2 separate regions of the Arachis hypogaea genome follow, and region 2 is linked to region 1. A link is a contact called in public Hi-C data. All regions are on one chromosome and are shown on one strand. The core of a region is the stretch at or near the end of the contact, and the rest is flanking DNA. Distances in the headings are between cores, read along the strand shown.

What was found. Hi-C and Micro-C count contacts between places; a contact is called where the count stands out from the background.
Region 2: a Hi-C map of an unstated tissue shows a contact between it and region 1, with 2.2 times the contacts expected there. The contact joins the enhancer-like site here to the promoter of LOC112718335 in region 1. A contact is called at or near these places in 2 of 8 Hi-C or Micro-C datasets (leaf and an unstated tissue).

What each region holds. Positions count from the first base shown.
Region 1 is chr2:13,292,208-13,295,436 of arahy.Tifrunner.gnm2.J5K5, reverse strand. It overlaps LOC112718335 (LOB domain-containing protein 31-like), which reads left to right and starts at 1,633. Exons shown (of 2, transcript XM_025770121.3): 1 at 1,633-2,021; 2 at 2,608-3,229. The coding sequence starts at 1,743. The coding sequence ends at 3,099.
Region 2 is chr2:13,344,415-13,347,643 of arahy.Tifrunner.gnm2.J5K5, reverse strand. LOC112738054 reads left to right here. Exons shown (of 8, transcript XM_025788318.2): 8 at 1-301. The coding sequence ends at 69. Among protein-coding and RNA genes, the nearest start is that of LOC112738054, 5.7 kb to the left of the region's middle. Within about 2 kb of position 1,748, at least 1 of the 3 cell types and tissues checked has open chromatin away from gene starts, as enhancers often do.

The sequences.
Region 1 (3,229 bases), core at 384-2,883:
ATAAAAAAAATAATATATAAAATCATCCATCATATACTTCTAATTAACGATTTAAATATTTGGAAAAAGAAGTTCATGACAATTATTTTTTACTTTATTAATCATGATGACTACAATTATTTTCATTGTGATATATTGATATGGTACTATTTAAAGTCATCCTAATAATGATAATATATTACACTATTTGAGAGGATAACTATGATTTATATTGAGCTCAAATGATGGCATGCTTATGAAGTTAGTAGCCCTAATATTTTACTAATATCAATAGCATTACAAGCACCATTGTAATTTGAGCCGTTTAATTTAGATTAAATTTGCTAGGCGTTATAGTCTTTTTTCTCGGTTCCCAATGGTTAACGATCCAATGTGCTATATTATTAGTAATTAAAATGAAAATTTTATTACCCTAACAAGAAAAGTTCAAGCATAATAAACCCTTGTCTCCCATGCATGTCATGAAAATTTACCAAGAACTATTCTTATTTTGGTTTTTAATACTATAAACTATATGGGAATAATAATATATATAGGCTTGGGGGGCTTTGAACTGGATGTCATTAAACTTAATTTGTTGTTTTATCTTTAGTTATTTAGGGCCTAGCCAAGACTAAGGGTATGCCTATATATACATGCACTCATGCTCATAAAATAAATTAAATGATTAAGAACATAATTAATTATTATTTTATATGATAAACTTTAAAATAATTACATGTGCATATATTATATGAATATATATAGTGGATAAAGTAATAATATTATACAAATTTTAACTCTTTATTTGTTTCATACCTTCAGGCTATATACAAGTCAAATCCTAACTATATACATATATTATTATGATATGTGGGATGGAAATAAAAAAGATAGATAAATTTAATTTTAATGCACTCGTAATATAAATTAAAATATTATATATATATTTATGCAATTAAAAATAAAAATAATCTTTTATTAATATAAAATTATGTGATTAAATATAAATTATTTTATACTAATAATGCATTAAAATTAAATTCAACAAAAAAAAATTTGATAGATATATTTAATAGTTTGTTTTCTTATGGTAGAGATATATATAATTACTCTAGCTAGCTTCCAAATAGTTTCAATAAAAGTTACATTAAGACTGTAACAACTAGTAAAACAATTATTGCCCAAAGTTCTATATCCTCACAATAAGTATATCCATCCATATAAGTAGTTCAAATAAATGCACTTGTGACTATAACATTAAGAAGGTACTCATACTATATATTATTTATATAATGACTTAGGGAATGAAAAAAAAAAAAAAAAAAAAGAGAAACGACAAGAGCAGATAGATCCAATCATCAAACAAAATGGGTTTGGTTAATGCTAGCTCATTTGTCGTATAAGCATGTTGAATGGAATCTCTAATTTTCTTTATAATTATAAATTTTTATTTTGCCACACAAATTAAAATTCATAACGGAGTGATGATAGTTTTTTCTTATTTATATATTAGGGGAAATAAGAAAAATAATGTACAACTGTAGGCCAATAAGGGAACCTAATGAAATTAATTATTCCTTATAATAATGAATCCCTTCCTCTTCCTAAATTGTATATAAAGATGGTGAGAAATGATTAAGATTTGCACAAAGCTCAAGAGTTATACCTATAACCAACCAAAAAAAATCTTCATCACCATCACAAAAATAGAAAAAATTCAAACCCCAAAATCAAATTTTTTTTTTTTAAGGTGAATTAAGATGACAGGTTCTGGTTCTCCTTGTGGTGCTTGCAAGTTCTTGAGGAGAAAATGTGTGAGAGGTTGTGTTTTTGCACCTTACTTCTGCCATGAACAAGGTGCTACCCATTTTGCAGCCATTCACAAAGTGTTTGGTGCAAGCAATGTCTCAAAGCTCCTTGCCCATCTTCCGGTCGGCGACCGCTGCGAAGCGGCCGTCACAATTTCGTATGAAGCTCAGGCAAGGCTTCAAGATCCTATCTATGGCTGTGTCTCTCATATATTTGCCCTTCAGCAACAGGTTTGTTTTCATTTCATCTTTCCTCTCATCTTCTCTCGCAAGTTCACTGAATTAGGATATATTCAAATTCTTGAAAAATAAAATTAGCATAAATTTTTTTATGGGTACTAAATATTTTAGTCTCTGATTAATCTCTTCTTGATATCTTTTATTCATTTGAAAGGAGTTAAAAAATTTAAAATTCAGTTCAAAAAATTATATCAAAAAGAGACTAATTAAGCCTGAATATATATGAATGATAATTTTTATTCTATTATTTTGATCTTGTAACTAAATATGTGCTTATTAGTTTATAATTGAAAACCCTAGCGTAGTTTAATAAACTATGAAAGGAAATGAAAATTTTAATTTCTACTTGAATAAGAGAAAAAAGAAACACCTTTGAAATACTAAAACTAGAGTTTTTTTTTTTTTAGTTAAAGTAGTGTGGCAAATTGTGGTTTCTGTAACCTAATTTCAAATATTCATAATAATCAACTGAATCAAGTATTATTTGACCTTGTTTAATTTCTCTTATTATATATGCATGAGGGTAAGAATTAATAAGTGCAAGTTTAATTTTTGGTGTTTGGATATAAATTTATAGGTGGTGAATTTACAAGCACAGCTAACATATCTAAAGGAACAAGCAGCACAACAAAGTTGTGTGAATGGTGGAAACCCTAATAATGAGAGATACTTTGATAAACCTAATATTGCTGATAACAACAACAATAATTTCATTACTCCTCAAGATCTTCAAAGTTGGTTGTTCAATATGGAAAATTCTTCATCTTCAAACTTGGGTGGCCTTGAATCTCTTCATCCAAATTTGTGCAACAACAATGATTCTTCTTATAATGGTATTAGTGATGGAAACAACAACAACAACAATGTTAATAATTCCATGATGATGATGATGGATCTAAAGCCAATTAATAATAATGGGAGTTACTATGAAAATTCAAACTCATTCTCTAGCTTTGAAGAGAGTTCTTCAAACTCCATGTCCTATGAGATGGAAACAAATGGTGGGACAAAATGGTCTTTTCATGAAGTTGATGATCTTCATTCAGTGGCCTTTGGTTACAGAAGATAAATGAATATATTGGTGAAGATCTTGAAGACTTTATCATCATATCAATTTTGATGAATATTGCTTATTATTATTTTGAAGCATGCACTACTACTCTGTTGCCATAAATAATCTAGGAACTAATTAAGGTTAG
Region 2 (3,229 bases), core at 499-2,998, 52 kb before region 1:
CACTACTATGCCTTAAGAGATGTTCTTAAAGGTTTGCCATGGAGCAGCGAGGAAGGTATTTTTAGATAATAGATCATACAGATGTATTCATTAATTTCTTTCAAATTTTTTTTCCCTTTCTTGATGCCATTTAATTGGAATAGAAGTGTACATTGTATAACTAGTTTTTCTGCACTCAGGGTGTACATTGTATAGCTCTGTAGTGAAAGTATGGTAGATTACAACTTAGAATGTATAAGAACAAGAATAATAATGGATAGTGTTTCCATACTCAGAATAAACTTTAGGTTCAATTTTTGCAGTGTTTGTTTACTTGATTTGAGGGTCAATATGTTTGGTGGTTCTGTTTTGAATTTTCAAATGTTGATTATTGAAACTTGTGATTTTGAATTAGGTGTCTTTGAATTTCTTCATCCTTTTCTTGATATCTGGCTGTTTATCAGCATGTGTATTTCATTGTTATTTCTTTAGCTAACTAGAGAGAAAAAATAAGGGCCATTTTCTCACTAGATATGATCGATCGGCTATATTAATCAAACGATGTTTTGAGCTAACTAAATACTCAAATCTAAGTCATTCTTAATGATATTGCCCATGTGGTTGTGGGGAATTTGATTTAAGATTGCACAAAAGGTTTATGAAAAGTTTTATCAAAATTCTAAACCTTAAACCCTTAATCGGAATAGATTTTCAACCGAAGCAAGTCAATCTTGGTTTTTCTTAGATTGAATGATCAATTTGATCATGTCATGGGGTAAACAGAATTGTATTAATTAATTGACTTTCCTAACCCAGAATGATTGAAGAGCCTTCTTTTGATGTGGTTTGGGATGTCCAATGCACAAATACATTCATCTTCATCTTTTCAAATAATTGTGATTATGTCTTGTAGCTATTTGTCGTGCAATACTTTGCACATATGCTTCACTTTTATGTCTTGTAGGTATTATGTCTTTTTATTCGAACATCAAATTAGAGCACTAATAGAAAGTGGTAAGAGTAGGGGGACATGGGTGCTATTATATAATAGTGTCATATATTTACTAATATTACAAATTCTGAAAATGTTTTAACTTCTCTAATGTTTAGAAAATCACTTTCGAAACCTCCCAAAATAGAAATTCTATCAAAATATCAACTTGATCAACTTCTGTCAAACTTAGGAATTTCATAAGTTTTTTCAAGACTTAATTAAGGGATTTTTCAAAAGATTATTATTATTATTATTATTATTATTATTATTATTATTATTATTATTATTATTATTATTATGTAAAGAATTATTAAATTAGGAAAAATTTTGGTCAGATTTGTTTTGACATTATTATCCCGTTATTATATATGTCCCGGCCTAATCATGGAAGCATAAATAAAGCAACGGATAAGTGCATCCTCTGATAAACGTTATGTGTAATCTTTTTGTTCCTACATTTAATTTTAATAAGAAAAATCCACATTTTAATAAGAAAAATCCACATTTTAGCAAGGGGACCATCCTATATGCTTCATCATTTTTTTTTTGTAGCCTTTTCATTTTGTTTTCTTTCCCCCCTTAATCTCATATTATATGTTTATTAAATTTTGGATGTATTTGTAGCCGGTGCCACACCATATCTAGGGTAAAAATGCATAAATGTTTTTATTCATTTGTTTAAGTGATCATCATCAAAAGCTTGCTCTATATGGTAACAATTAAAACATGTGTTACATTGCATTGGACACTTAAAACAAACAAAAATTGTGTTTTTTTTTTTTTTTTTTTTTTTTTTTTTTTTTTTTTATGATAGATCATGATACTTGGTCCCAAACCTATGCTATATATAGCTTGATATATATTATCATCATGTGACTACCATAAGTGGTTGAGTTGTGATTCATGGATTTGTAATTAATTATTTCAACATTATAAACTTTCCAAGTATTTATTAGAAAAATACAATGTTCTAAAAACTCAACTGATTATTAAACCGAATGAATAAACAGTTCAAAGATTTTAAAGGTTCAAAAGTTTTAATTGGGGATGAATTATATATATATATATATATATATATATATAGGAAAGGATTTTTAAAATTAATTTTTAACAGATTTTTTAAGGTCTTTTATTGATTTTGTAGATTCTTTGATCGTTTTTTTTTGCAATTGATTTTTTGTCTAAATCAAATTAATGAGATGACCGATTCTCGATTAACTTTGAATTGACTGGTGTGTTTCTATTTCCAGAACAATGAAAAAATATATATTCTATAACATTGTCATCGAGATCATTCTTCCTAGACTATGTACTTTTGAACAATCTTAAATTATTACTCAAAATATGACGGTCTACCTTTAATTTATATTAATCTTCTGAAAATGTAGGATTAAAGTTAGTTTGAATAAATAATTTAATTAAAATTTTAAAATATAAAAATTTATATTAAAAGTAGTTAATACATAAATTATTTTGTGTTTAGTTTTTAAGTTATAGAATTACTTATTTAAAAAAAAAGTGATAAAAATTTTTTATTATAAAATTTTTTTAACTTTTTTTATAAGCATTTTAAATAACTTTTGAAAAGTCACAAGTTAATTTTAAAAACATTAATATTATGACTTTTCATAAATTAAAAGTTAAAAAAATTACTTCTAAACCTTTCCAAATAATGGCTAAACAATTTTTCCAAATATTGGTGTACTTTATTTATATTCATCCTTTGTGTCATTATTTTTAGAACAAACAACGAATAGGTCTTTGATTTTTTATCTCAAAGACAAATAAAATTTTGACTAATTAAAAATATAAAAACGTCTCTCAATTTTTAAAATGCGAAATATTTAAATTTTTTTGAGAGACTAATTTATCCTTATATATTTTGTATAAAAAAATTTAAATGTCTCATATTTTAAAAGATCAGAGACGTTTTTATATTTTTAATTAATAAAAAATTTATGTCTTTAAATTAAAAAATTAAACATCTATTTATCTTTTTTCTCTTATTTTTAGATATCAATCGGCCGGACATGCCATTTAAGGAAAACAAATTAGGCATAAGTTACAACTATTATTCTGAAAGTAGAGATACCCGTTCTATCAGCTTCAAATTTAAAACTAACGAAAGAAAATTAGGAACAATAAAATATAAATTAACTAAAGTAATAAACCTGATGGTGCGCGGTTTGCATTAGCCACCCTATCCATATAACTGTTGCTCTTCCAATAAGCATGAGTAAGCTAAATGCGCCAATC